Regions from separate parts of the Urocitellus parryii genome. Here region 1 is linked to region 2. A link is a contact called in public Hi-C data. All regions are on one chromosome and are shown on one strand. The core of a region is the stretch at or near the end of the contact, and the rest is flanking DNA. Distances in the headings are between cores, read along the strand shown. Region 1 holds the start of Mrps23 (mitochondrial ribosomal protein S23). Region 2 holds the start of Srsf1 (serine and arginine rich splicing factor 1).

Evidence for each region. Hi-C and Micro-C count contacts between places; a contact is called where the count stands out from the background.
Region 1: a Hi-C map of muscle shows a contact between it and region 2, with 5 times the contacts expected there. The contact joins the promoter of Mrps23 here to the promoter of Srsf1 in region 2. A contact is called at or near these places in 2 of 2 Hi-C or Micro-C datasets (liver and muscle).

What each region holds. Positions count from the first base shown.
Region 1 is chr7:152,153,356-152,156,055 of mUroPar1.hap1, reverse strand. It overlaps Mrps23 (mitochondrial ribosomal protein S23), which reads right to left and starts at 1,441. Exons shown (of 5, transcript XM_026407329.2): 1 at 1,297-1,441; 2 at 654-824. The coding sequence starts at 1,340.
Region 2 is chr7:152,013,526-152,016,309 of mUroPar1.hap1, reverse strand. Srsf1 (serine and arginine rich splicing factor 1) reads right to left here and starts at 1,252. Exons shown (of 5, transcript XM_026407321.2): 1 at 547-1,252; 2 at 1-131. The coding sequence starts at 740.

The DNA.
Region 1 (2,700 bases), core at 192-2,691, 140 kb before region 2:
GATGGACATAATACCTTTATTTTATTTGTTTATTTTTATGTGGTGCCAAGATAGAACCCAGTGCCTCGCCAAGCACTCTACCACTAAGTCACACCCCCGCCCCAATCCCTTGGACTTTTAAGCATCATTCTGAATGACTTCAAAGATCCCAACTACTAGATCCACAGACCACACATATCCCCTATCTCCACTCCCGGAGAAGCAGACACAATGACCAACATGAGCTTGGAGTCAGAGATGTGATTCTCAGAGATGCGATTCCCAGAGCTGCTGCCCTCCTGTATAACCACAGGAAGTTAACCTCCTTGACTCTCACAGTCCTCTTGGATAAAATGGAGATAAGAATACCCACCTTACAGGTATAGAGTAAGGCCTACAAGAAACTAATTGAAAAGAGTTTAGCTGTGTCTGGAGCACAGCAAATTGGCACAAAACAGGCCGCTACAACTGCAATTGATCTGTCAGTTGCTAGGTTCCACTTCTAAGAACTTCTGTTTCTTCTCACCATAGGGAAGGGAGGGCTGCTGATGCCCTAATTTGACTTTGATATACAAGATCACCTCCACAACTTATTTTCGTTACCAGACTGCTACCTAAATCCTCCCTTTTTAACTTCTGGTGTGTTCTGATCACCACATAGGCTGCACACTCACGCTCTTATCCGATCCTCGTGGTACCAGATGTCCTGAATGGGAGCTTTGGCTTTGCCATATCTCAAGCGGGGTCTTTGGAAGACCGGCTCCCTCAACGGTGGGAAGGCCTCGTATACGTCATACCAGAGGGGCTTCTCCTTCAATACCCCAGCCCGAAGCAGATCCCGAGTCCTTAGAGAGGGAAGAGAATCAAGGTCAGTAGATTACAACAGCCTGCCCAAGACCTAAGGCACCAGGCAGTCCACAGCATGTAAGGTGGGAAGGACAAAGCGGCAGGTGTTCCCCACCTACAGGAACTGCCACATACCACATCAACCCAGCAACACCCAGGGGTTAAATCCCTTTCGCGCGTCCCACCGGGTCCATCACGGAAAATGCAAGGACGGTACAGTCAGGCCCATCAGCCTCGATCTTCCTCCCTTCCTCTTCCTAGAGACCTCTACTGGGAAGGGAGGCAGTTTATAATGTCAGTTAAAAATACTCCGAACCAGGAGACAGCTATTAGAGCTTCCCCTTACTTAGACTTTCTGTCTTCTCGTGTAGGGACCTCGCCCTGCTCAAGCCCATCCAAGGACGGGGATGGCCCACCGAGACCCGTGCAGAGGTCCGCATCCTCTGCCCAAGCCCGGCTGCAAGTACGCACCGCGAAAAGACGCTTCCTACGGTTTCCAGCCGGCTCCCAGCCATGACCCGAGCCTGGGAGAGAGTACGACCGGCCACTACCGGAACCGGAAGCGGCGCCTGCGCCGGCGACGGCAGATACAGGGGACAGAAGTTGCTGGCCGAAAAGAGGATCGAAAGCCTTCGCGACGGCCCCAACCGCGGGGCGGAGCCAGGCGGAAGCAAAAGACGGTCCGAAGCTGCGCGCTCGGGGCTCTCACCAGGTTCAGACAGGAGCACTCGATAGCGGAGCCAAAAAGAGAGGGAGCGAACCAAAGACGAGTAGAAGTAATAAATGAGCGATCCAGGGAGGGATTAAGTATGGTGTTTGCTTTACCTTTTCTGGCCTTCGGAGCCAGGTTTCCACCAGAAGTTCGGGCGCAGAGGGAATATGGTGGGGGAGAGTAGGAATGAGAAGCCCCCCAATGGAATAATAAAGAGACGAAATCATTAGCTCTAGGGCGGACTGAGCCCACTCTAGGTCAGAGGGACAGGCTACGCAGAAAGAAACCCAGTCTGGGACGGGCAGACACTTTCCCAGGTTACTTAGACCCCAGTCCTCATTCAGCGCACGCCACCTAACCCTTCCTCCCTGCAGTGCTGCCCGCGTCCACACTAACCGGGATGCTGCTTGCACGGGGTGTGTCCTCCGCTGGAGGCGTCACAGGCTTGCAATCTGTCGGAACCTGAAAAGTGAAAGTGTCAAGCATAACACATTCTGGGAAGGAAACTCGAAAATCCGGGGGAACTAACTTCTCCGTGTTAAACTGTTAACAAATATGTGGTCGGGTGTGTAGCTCAGTTATCAGACTTCAGTACTCCCTAGAAATTAAAGCATACTTAATCTGGATGTTTGTACAAAAATCATCAATACGGTATTTTTGTAGTGGCAAAAATAAAAATCGTCAAATGGAAAGTTGATGGAAAACTTTGGTTCATAAATTGTATGGACACTTATGCAGCTATTGAAATAAAAAAAGCTAGATCCATATGTATTTATATTAATTCTTGTGGCTTATGATTAAATAAAAAAGGAAGTTGCAGAAACACGTGGGGTTTAGTGGGATTACAACCTGGTAGAGGAAAAAGAAAACATCCATCTGTGTGCTTGTGTTTATATGAGGAGAGAAACTCTGAGAGGACACAACCAGGCTGTGAACATTGGGTGTCTTGGAAAAAATTAAAAGAGGGGGACAGAGACTTTTTCCTTTAGGAATGTCTTAGAGTTTGACTTGTAAAGAGTTTGAATTTATGTGTGAATTTTTTAATCCAATGAATGTCTTGAATCACCTCTCTCTCTCTCTCTCTCTCTCTCTCTCTCTCTCTCTCTCTCTCTCTCTCTCTCCCAATATCTTTGTCAGCAAGAAAGACCAATAAGTCATCCCAA
Region 2 (2,784 bases), core at 3-2,502:
GGGGAGCTCCGCCACCTCCACCACCGCCGCCGCCTCGGCCTGTACCACGGCCGCTTCGAGGAAACTCCACCCGCAGACGGTATCCATCGTAATCATAGCCGTCGCGACCATATACCGCGTCTTCCGCATCCCTGCATGATCACAGAAGGCAAAAAGGATGAGAAAAGAGACCCGCGGAAAAAAACTCCCTCGGTGGAGAATGAGAGGACCCCGGCACATGCGCACCCACCGTGGAAGAGCCCACATGCGCTGCATAATAGGACCGGCCCCTCCCCCACCCAGAAACACGCTAGGCGCCCGACCACTACACAGTCCTCGGCGCCTCAGTTTCCCGTTCCGGGCCTGCGCGTGAGCTCTGGGGGCGTCCAAGGCACCCAGCCACCAGGGACACCACACCGACTCGGCTCCGTGCTCGACTTCTGCAGGGGCGATATCGTGTCGCCCCAGCCTAAAAGCCCCTCCTTTCCCATTATGTTAAGGCCTCGGAGCCTTTCCCCAACTACTCCGACCTATTTCCTCAAGGCTGCAAGCCCCACGCTGCCTCACCGCGGGTCCTCGAACTCAACGAAGGCGAAGGGCGGTCCTCCACGGCGATTCTTGAGATCGATGTCGCGGATAGCGCCGTATTTGTAAAACACGTCCTCAATGTCCTTGGTCCGGATGTCTGGAGGTAAGTTACCCACGTAGATGCGGCAGTCGTTGTTCCCTGCAGGACCACGAATTACACCACCTCCCGACATGGCGGCGACGAAAAGCGCGGACTCGAGAACAGGCCTTCCCACCAAGCCTAGCGCACGGCAGAACGAGCCCGCAGCGGCACCACGTCTCCCGCGGCCCCTCCAAAATGGCGCCTTTATCAGCTCGGCGCACGGATATGGGGGGAGGGAGGAAGAGAAGCGGGAGGAAGCAGCTATTCGACCTCAATACGCACGCGCAAGAGCGTAACGGGTATCGGCGATACGCTCACGCACGCGCAACGTCACCCTCCGCACGAAGGGGAAAAAGTCCCCCGCGTTCCCGGCTTGCGGAGCGATTGGTTATTGGACTGAGCAGCCGTTTGTTGAAAAATATATACAGAAGCCTCGTGAAAGGTGTAATTAATCCCCGCCGGATCTTCAAGCAAGCCAGTTTCCCCAGGAGTGGTCCTCTTTGAAAGCCAATCTGCTCTCGGAAAGGCCTAGGTGAAACCTAGCCTGTAATCTCGTCCCACCATGCTTCGCGACATTAACGGCCTTTGGCGGGAAAGGCTCCGGGGGCGGGACCAAAGGGGGAGGGACCGGGCGGTTGCTCCGGAAACCAGGGTATCTCCGGATGTTTCTTCTAGTCCAGTAGCCGGGTTGTAAGTGATTCCATCAAAAGCCCTAACGGAGCCGTTCCTTGCCGCGCTTTCTGCGAATAGGTGGTGGTTACTTAGGAGTCCAGTTTAGATTTCTTTAAAAAATACACCGCTGATCCAACTTCGATTCAGAATTTATATGGCTCAGTTCAGCCGTCTTTCTAGTGGCAGTGGGTCGTACCCTGATTAGTCACTGGTGGCACTAACTAATCATACCGCTCTTCAGGACCCCAGACCCTGCTTCTCTCGGTAATTGTTTCTCGTTAATTGCCTGTTGCTGTTCCTATCGCAGAGGAGAAGCTTGGTGAATGCTTGCCCAGTGAGTTGTGCCTGCTGTCTTCCTCTTTTCTTTTCTTTTTTTTTTTTTTTAGAGAGAGAGAGAGAATTTTTAATATTTATTTTTTAGTTTTTTTTTTGGCGGACACAACATCTTAGTTTGTATGTAGCTGAGGATCGAACCGGACCGCACGCATGCCAGGCGACCACGCTACCGCTTGAGCCACATCCCCAGCCCCTGTCTTCCTCTTTTCAAAGAACACAGAAAGAAAAGGGTGTGTGTGTGTGTGAATTCTGAAATTTATTCCTTTTTCAAAGTTTTCCCCTAAAACTTATATACAAGGGGATGCAGAAAGATCCTAAGTTCGAGGCCTGCCTCGCAACGTAGCGAGACCCCGTGTCGAAAAATAAAAAAAGAGCTGAAGGTACAGCTTGGTGGTACACCAAGTGCTCCTGGCCCCAGTATGACTGGAGGAGGGAGAGTGGGGAAAGAAGGAAGGAAGCTTATATACAAGAGTTTTCAAATGAACAACATGGATGTTTGAGAACTGCTACCATGGCACAGAACTGTGATCTTGTTTGCATTCTGGCTTAGGGAAATAAGAACTTTGCCTTTCTTCCAGAAACGTCTGAAATGTGGAATTTTATATGAAATTATGTGTTTGTTTCGTGCAGCGCTGGGGATTGGACCCAGGTCCTCGTGCATGAAATTGTGGGATTTTTAAATGTTGATATAATTAATTAAATTAAAAATAAAGTCCTGTAATTTTAAGTATACTAAAACAGATCTGCGCCTTAAGATGATTTTTTTCATATTGGTATTTACTTATAACTGCCAGACAGTCTCCCCAAGCATGTGAATCAGCTTACAGAGATAACACAAAAAGTTAAAACTTGATGAAGAAATCAGGAGAAAGGGGAAATGGGGTGGAGGGGATTTATTAAAATCTTTTGACTTCCTCTATAGAGATGGACTGCAAATTTGACTATTGTTATCCCAGAAGTAATAGTAAAGAAGGGAACATGAGTGTATTCAAAATACAAAGTGACTTTGAAGATAAATATGTTTTCAGGAGAATATATTTTCTATCCTTTTTTTTTTTTTTTTTTTGGCTGGGTGGTGGGGGGTACCTGGGATTGAACTCAGAGGCACTTGACTCAAGTCACTGAGC